2 separate regions of the Ovis aries genome follow, and region 1 is linked to region 2. A link is a contact called in public Hi-C data. All regions are on one chromosome and are shown on one strand. Each heading gives the region's core, a stretch centred on a gene start, on an enhancer-like site or on the middle of the called end of the contact. The rest is flanking DNA. Distances are from core to core; before and after follow the strand shown.

Region 1 (3,395 bases), core at 856-3,355, 50 kb before region 2:
AGGACCCCGCCCCACCTTGGAAGGCCCTGGAGCCCAGGACTGTGCTGCCTGCCAGGGCATTTCCTGGAACTTGGCAGAGGATGGAGCCCCTCCCCGCCTGCCCTGGCACACTCCAGGTACACTGTGTCCCGGGATGTGGGGTAGCGGGGGTGGGAACCTTGCAGACACCCCAGGAGACTGGGGTGTAGGAAAGGTCCCCACCCCCCAGGAAGAGTCCTGGTGTGGGCAGACATCTGAGCTCCCGCCCTGCAGCTGTCATCCTCACAATGGCCCCACCAGACCCCAGGGGACAGCAGGCCCAGAGGAGGAAGGAGAAGCCTTGTGGCTGGGTGGCAGGATTCGTGGGTCTTTGTTGTGGCTTGGGGTGGGAGCGTGGGTAAGGCAGAAAAGCGGGGTCTCAGGCTTCAAAGCACCTCCCCACCTGTTTCTTCCCTGCGGGGTAATCTTCAGGGGCCTAGTGGTTTTGAGGGGAGGGGACAGGAAGAGACTCTGAACTCTGGGTCAACCGAGGACAGAGATGGGGAAGACTTCCTTGCCCTGCAGCATCCATCCCATCTCTCCCAGCGTCTTCTGCTCCCCTCCAGCCTAGACCAAATTTCTACCTCCATCTGCAACTATAAGTTAACGACCCCCCACCATGCCAAGACCTCCAGAGGCCTCCCAGAGTGGTGGGAGAAGGGGACGATCAACTTGTCTGGCGGGCCACACCTGCCGGGCTGGGTGAGATGAATGCCCCTCCTGAGTGGGCAGAGCCCATTCAGGTCCGGCCGGGGGGCAGCGAAACGCTGGAATGCGGGGGCGAGAAGACAGAGGGCTGCGCGAACCGGCCACGTGGAGGTCCAGAGCAATAGGCAGGGGCAGGAGCCTCGAGCAGGCCGTAAGCTCGCTCCTCCCGCTCGAGGGAGCCTCCGAGAGAGTTGAGTTGTCGCTGACCGCAGGCTGCAAGAGCGGTTGATCTGGTGAGCGAGCACACCCACTTACCCAGCTGCTGAGTCAGGCTGTTCTCGCTCCCGGTTCGCCCGCCCGCCCGCTCGGGACATTGTGTTCCAGCCCCGGCGCGCTGGCACCCGGCCCAGGCGCTCACACCAGCCTCCTCGCCCTGTTTGTGCTCGCGGCTTGCGCTCGGCGCGCAACCTCCCCGCCGCCGCCGCGGTCCCGCGAGTGCACGCTGGGGCCGGGCCCGGCGCAGACACTGGGGACGGTCGGGGGCTGGTGCTCAACTCTAGCACCCAAGGGGGATCCCCCAGGGGTCCTTGAGGCTCTGCCCGATCTCCGGCCTTAGCAAACCCAGATCACTCCATCCCCCACCTGAGTCCCGGTTTGGATCCCTGGGCGAGTGGGGAGCCTGGGGCACCACAGTTGGTAAGGGGCGAGGGGCAGATATTGGTAGCTAAACTCGAGAGAAGGAGCCACCCAGGCGGCCGCTCAAGCCCCACGGGTGCTCAGTCCAGGAGTCTGGAGGAGGAGAGCAAGGAACGCGCCAGCCCCATACTTGCGAGACCTGGGATGCGGTCACGTGACAACGGAAGCCCGCTAGAGGGGCCAGTTCAAGCCATCTCCCCGGAGCCTCCCCCTGCCTCCGACCCCTTCCCTGATGGATCCTTTCTTCACACAAGCCTGGAGACTCCAGTGATTCCCAGGGGCTGGCAAACCAAGCCCAGCTTTCGGCTAGCTTGGGAACCCCCTGGCTGGACGCCAGGAGTAAGTAGGAAGAGCCTGGACACTAGCGGGTGGGAGTGGGCGGCGGGGTGAAAGAAGACGACCCCAAACCCGAGCCTGACCCCTCCCTTCGTCCAGCCCAAACCCGGGTGTATTCAGGGCCACGTCTTCTTACCCATCCTTCTGCAGAAAGAGGTCCCTGAGCGCTTGGCCTAGAGGTTCCTGGAACAAGGAAGGGACAAAGGATTTACATACCGAGCCCCTGCCGTATGTAAGGCCCATTCTCCAAGGTCTACCCACCTCTCAAGCTCCAGCTCATAAAGCCTGTTTGGAACAGTGCCAGCCAAATCTGATTCCTCTCTCCTCTGAAAGCCCAGCATACTCAGTCTGTACCTTTCTCAGGGCACAGCGTGTGGCCTGTCTCATATTCTAGTGATCTGTTTACTAATCCTGTTCTTCTAACCAGATTAGAAAGTCCTTGAGGCAGAAACAAAGTCTGCTGCTCTGAGCCTTCTCCCATGGCTTGAGCTCATCCCCCACAGGCCAAGCTTGGCACTGGAGTTGATGTTCAATAAATGTTCGGTGTATTGAAATGATTTCCTGCCCTTGGGCAGTTTGCAGGCCAGTTGAAGAGACAAACACATGGCATGTGAGGTTAAATAATAACCCAAGCCAGCAGGTGGTGAGTACCAAATGTGTGAGAGCTATAGGGAGTCGGTGAAGGAGATAGTGATAGGGGAGAAGGATCCCAGGAGGCTCTAGGCTTTGAGCTGTGTGTGTGGAGGAGGAGAGAGAAGGCGTGGAGGTGATTCAGCCTGGTTTACATCACCGCAGACCCGCCTGCACACTAGGCACTTCACCATGCATTATCTCTAATATTTAGGAGAGCAGGCTGGGTTTGGGAAGAGTGGAGGAGACCCAACCCAGATGTGCCTAGAGCCAACCAGAGCTCAGAGGTGGCCTTGGATCTGGGCTTCCCACCCTTGCTCCCCAGGCACTGCCTGTTCCTGGCCTGCCACTCCTACATACTACACCCAAGAGAGCTGCCCAGCACTGCCCAGCTCTGGATGCCCTCTGGTCCCTCCCTGGTGCACGACTGGCTGTGTGACCTTGGACCAGGCACTTCCTTCCCTACACCTCTCCGCCGTCTGTGCCTCCATTGCAGCACTTCCAGGCTGTGACTCTGTGAGTCAGTGTCCCAGGGATGCTTGCCACCTCCCCTGATGTGACCTGGGCTGCTGTGGCTCTCCCCTCCCCTACCCCCTACCCCCCTCGTTGCTCCTCCCTTCCAGTCTGGAGCTGCTGAGAGGAACACTGGGTACAGAGTGTGAGCTGGGATAGGAGGTTTCCTGTGGTTGCAAAAGGAACATCGGGACTTTCCCTGCTGTGGGAGAAGTGGGGGAGGAGGAGGCAGGGCCAACCTCGAAGGAACCTCTGCTCTCCTCCCTCCCCTCAGTGCTCCCAGCTCTGAAAAAGGCTGGTACAGTTTGTTACGCTGGGGCCGGAATGTACCGTGTGTTTCATATGGCCTCTGTCCAGTCCGACACTGGCTGCTTTATATTTATGCCTCCTTCTTCAGCCGTGGCATCCTGCTGCCTGTCACCCCTGCTCTCATCTGCCCACCTCCCACCTGGGCTCCCCCATTCACCAGGGGTTCTGCACTCTTCTGGGTGGTAAGGGTGGGGGCCTGAGCAAGCCCTGGAGGAAAGTTGGACTCTGGGAGGTTGAAGCTGTCA
Region 2 (3,403 bases), core at 772-3,271:
CTACTCTCTTATTCTTGCCTGGGAGATCCCATGGACAGAGGAGCCTGCTGGTCTACAGTCCAGGGATTGCAAAAGAGTTGGACGCGACTTAGTAACTAAACAACTTGCAGTAATAGGAGATGGGATGAAAAGAGCAATCAAGAAAAGAAGTCAGTAATCTGAGAAACAGGAAAAGAATCAGGATAAATCTTATTGGGAACTCACCTTCGTTTTTTTTTAATGGCCTTTTTAAAAAATTTAATTAATTAATTTTTTGGCTGCACTACAAGCCACGTGGGATCTAAGTTCCCAGAGCAGGGATCAAACCCCAGCCCCTGCATTGGAAACGTAGAGTCTTACCACTGGGCTACCTGGGGAGTCCCTCACCTTCATTGTTTTTCTCTACAGATGATATTGTATTTACTGGATGTTTTCCAGGTAGCTGCCATGTTCTTCTTTGGTGTAATACCTCAGAAAATTTTGTTGTGTGTATTTTAAAGTTGGAGTTAGTTTTATTCCTGAAGTTGACTATTACACTTGAAAAAAGGTCTTGGAAAAGTAGTTTTGGTGTCATGTGCTATGTTCCTTTTTTGTGTAGTTTCATAAAATCTTTTCATTTTGTTTTAATATTTGCGGGTCCAACACAAGAAAAAAAAAGCCAGCTTATTATTGACTAGATACAAGTCCAGATACCTTGTGCATTTTAAGTGATCATTTTAAAAATGTTTCTTGGCTTTGGAAACTCAGCTAATAACAAATGATAAGAATGAGGTGTTTTTTAAAATTTTTTTGGAAGAACATAGTGTGAATTTAGAGTGTACTGTTGTGGTGCTTGTCAGGATGGAGCCTAGTCACAGGAAATAATCTAGAGTCAAAGCCAGGGCCCTGTGACTTCACCAGAGTCAGTAGGTGAAATGGTTCAAATGCAGGCTCAGGAGTCATTCTGCCTGGTTCCACTGCACATGAGCAGTATTATGCCCCTGAATTTCACCATCTGGACATGCTAATAATAGTTCGTATATCAGGGTAATTAAGAGGATCCATCCTGGAACTTACATTCTAGTAATGAGAGACTGGAAATTTTCAGATAAATAGGTGTGCCAGGTGGTAAGTAGAGGAAAATGACGGTAGGATTGATTGTCGTCGTTTCTTGCTCTTTTATATTGGGTAATAGGGAGGGTCTGCCTGATAAGAAAGTGTTTGAACAGAGACCTGCTGGAAGTGAGGAAGCAAACCAGAGACCAGTGAGGAAGCTGATTTGGGACAAGAGTTTCAGGTGGAGGGGACAGCAAGTGCAGAAACCCTGAGGAGTGGCGTATTGAAGGTACAGCAAGGGGGCCAGAGTCACGCAGGCAGAGTGAGAGGAGGAGCAACAGGAAATAATTTCAGAGATAGCCACCGGCCAGCATGGGGTTTTCCCCCTTAATTCTTACTATTTTTAGAAATCTTGATTGCCGTTTAGCTGCTTGACAGTGCTGTGTTAGTTTCTGCTGTGCAGCAAAGTTAATCAGCTGCGCATATGCACGTGCCCCCCCTTTTCACATCTCCTTCCCATTTAGGTCACCACAGAGTGCTGAGTAGAGTTCCCTGTGCCATGCAGTAGGTTCTCATTAATTACCTGTCTTATAGGTAGCATCGATAGTGTACATGAAGAGTTTCAAGCATAAGAAGGATTTGGCTCTATTCTGTGTGAGATGGGAAGCCGTGGGGAGTATTACCAGAGTTCATTTTCTAAGTCAGTCTGATTGTCACTTCTTTTCTTAAAAATGCTTCAGTTCTCTAGTTGCTTTGGAATAAAAGTTCAAATGCTTGCTTCTGGCACACAAGGTCCTTCACAGTCAGGCCTCTGCCCATTTAGCATCATCTGCTTCCTTCCCAAAAGTACCCTCCACGTTAGCCAAATTGGGTTACGTGCAGTTCGCTGCATGGGTCGCAGTGCTTTGTGTCTCCGTGCTCTTCTGCACGCCGACTGTCCTGGGAGACGCTCTCACCCTCAGCTCACGTGGTTGTGGCTCTGTTTCAGAGGGACCTCTCTGTGCTCCCAGAGCACCCTGTGCCTTGTTCTCCCACCGTCCCCTCCCCGGCCACTTTGGACTCTAGTCGCAGAGTCTTGCAGTGTGCTGTGTTCTTTTACCAGCCTTGATTTGATTTCACTCTTGCCACACCCTTGCCAGTTGAAATTTTGCCCATCCTTCAAGAATCAGCTGAAACACTGCCATCTTTTCTCCCCTTTATAAACCTGCCCTCATAAATACTTTGTAGCTTTGTTATACTTAATCATAATTATCCTGAGTTAAAATGCTTCTCTGACTTACCTCACACAGAATCCTCTGCTTGACTCATTTTTAGTTTCTGTTTAGCCCCCAGTATAGTGTCTTGCACAGATTTCACATTAAGTAGATGCTCAGGGTATGTAGGATTTTTATGATAATTAGAAAAACTGTTGGGTTTCAAAAGCAGCACAAATGAACAGTTACAGTGAGATGCCTATTAAGAAAACAAATTTATTATAAGATAATATTGATGATGGCGTGGTTACTCTGATTCTCTCATAGAGTTACTACTGCCAAAAATTAGTGCACCCCTTTTGATATGTGTAGTTTGGCAGGATGTATTCAGACATAAATGTCCATGGGTTTTTTTTTGAGTTGATGATACCCCTTCTGGAAATCATCTTTAGAAAATAATGCAGACTAGAATAACAATTACAATAGCTACCTCTACCACTAATGTTGAAAGTTTGCTGTGTGACAGGCACCATGTAAAGCCCTTTACACACATTACTTTATTTCTCAGAATCCAAAGAGGTATTGATGCTAGTAATCTCACGTCACGTATGGGGAAATTGAGGCACAAAGAAATTAACTGACTTGCTGCTCTGTTGTCAAGCCAAGATTCCTACAAACAGAATTCATACCCCTAATTTTATGTGATAAAGCCTAGGCACAAAACTGTTCACAGCAGTTTTACATAGAGTAGGTAAATTGGAAGCAATGGATGTAATTAATTATGGTTCATCCACTCAATAGATTAAACTTCTAATAGCTTTATTGAAGTAAAATTCACATAACATAATATTTATCCCTTTAAAGTCTACAAGTCAGTGGTTTCTGGTATATTCACAGTTACACAACTATTACCATTACCCCACTTCAGAACACTTTATCATCCTCAAATCTCATACCCATTAGCAATCACCCCCTTTTCCTGATTACCCGATAAAATCGCCAGTCTGTTTTCTGTCTGTATAGATTTGCCTATTCTGGACATTTTGTATAAATGGAATTGTATAAGATACGGCATTTTGTGCTTGGCCTTCATTTAGCATAATATTTCAGGGTTCATCCATGTTGTAGCATGTTACAGTACTGCATTGCTTTTCATCACTGAATAATATTCTAATGTATCGATACATGACTTTTAT

What was found. Hi-C and Micro-C count contacts between places; a contact is called where the count stands out from the background.
Region 1: a contact with region 2 is called in a Hi-C map of mixed tissues, with 2.9 times the contacts expected there. The contact joins the promoter of ARMC12 here to the enhancer-like site in region 2. A contact is called at or near these places in 3 of 16 Hi-C or Micro-C datasets (mixed tissues and tail adipose tissue).

Annotation. Positions count from the first base shown.
Region 1 is chr20:9,849,222-9,852,616 of ARS-UI_Ramb_v3.0, reverse strand. ARMC12 (armadillo repeat containing 12) reads right to left here and starts at 2,105. Exons shown (of 9, transcript XM_060403597.1): 1 at 1,960-2,105; 2 at 1,835-1,881; 3 at 1-939. LOC121817391 (a long non-coding RNA gene) reads left to right here and starts at 1,515. Exons shown (of 2, transcript XR_006057276.2): 1 at 1,515-1,701; 2 at 1,849-2,255.
Region 2 is chr20:9,798,884-9,802,286 of ARS-UI_Ramb_v3.0, reverse strand. All of the region lies in intron 2 of FKBP5 (FKBP prolyl isomerase 5), which reads left to right. Among named protein-coding and RNA genes, the nearest start is that of FKBP5, 21 kb to the left of the region's middle. Within about 2 kb of position 2,021, at least 3 of the 54 cell types and tissues checked have an H3K27ac peak or open chromatin away from gene starts, as enhancers often do.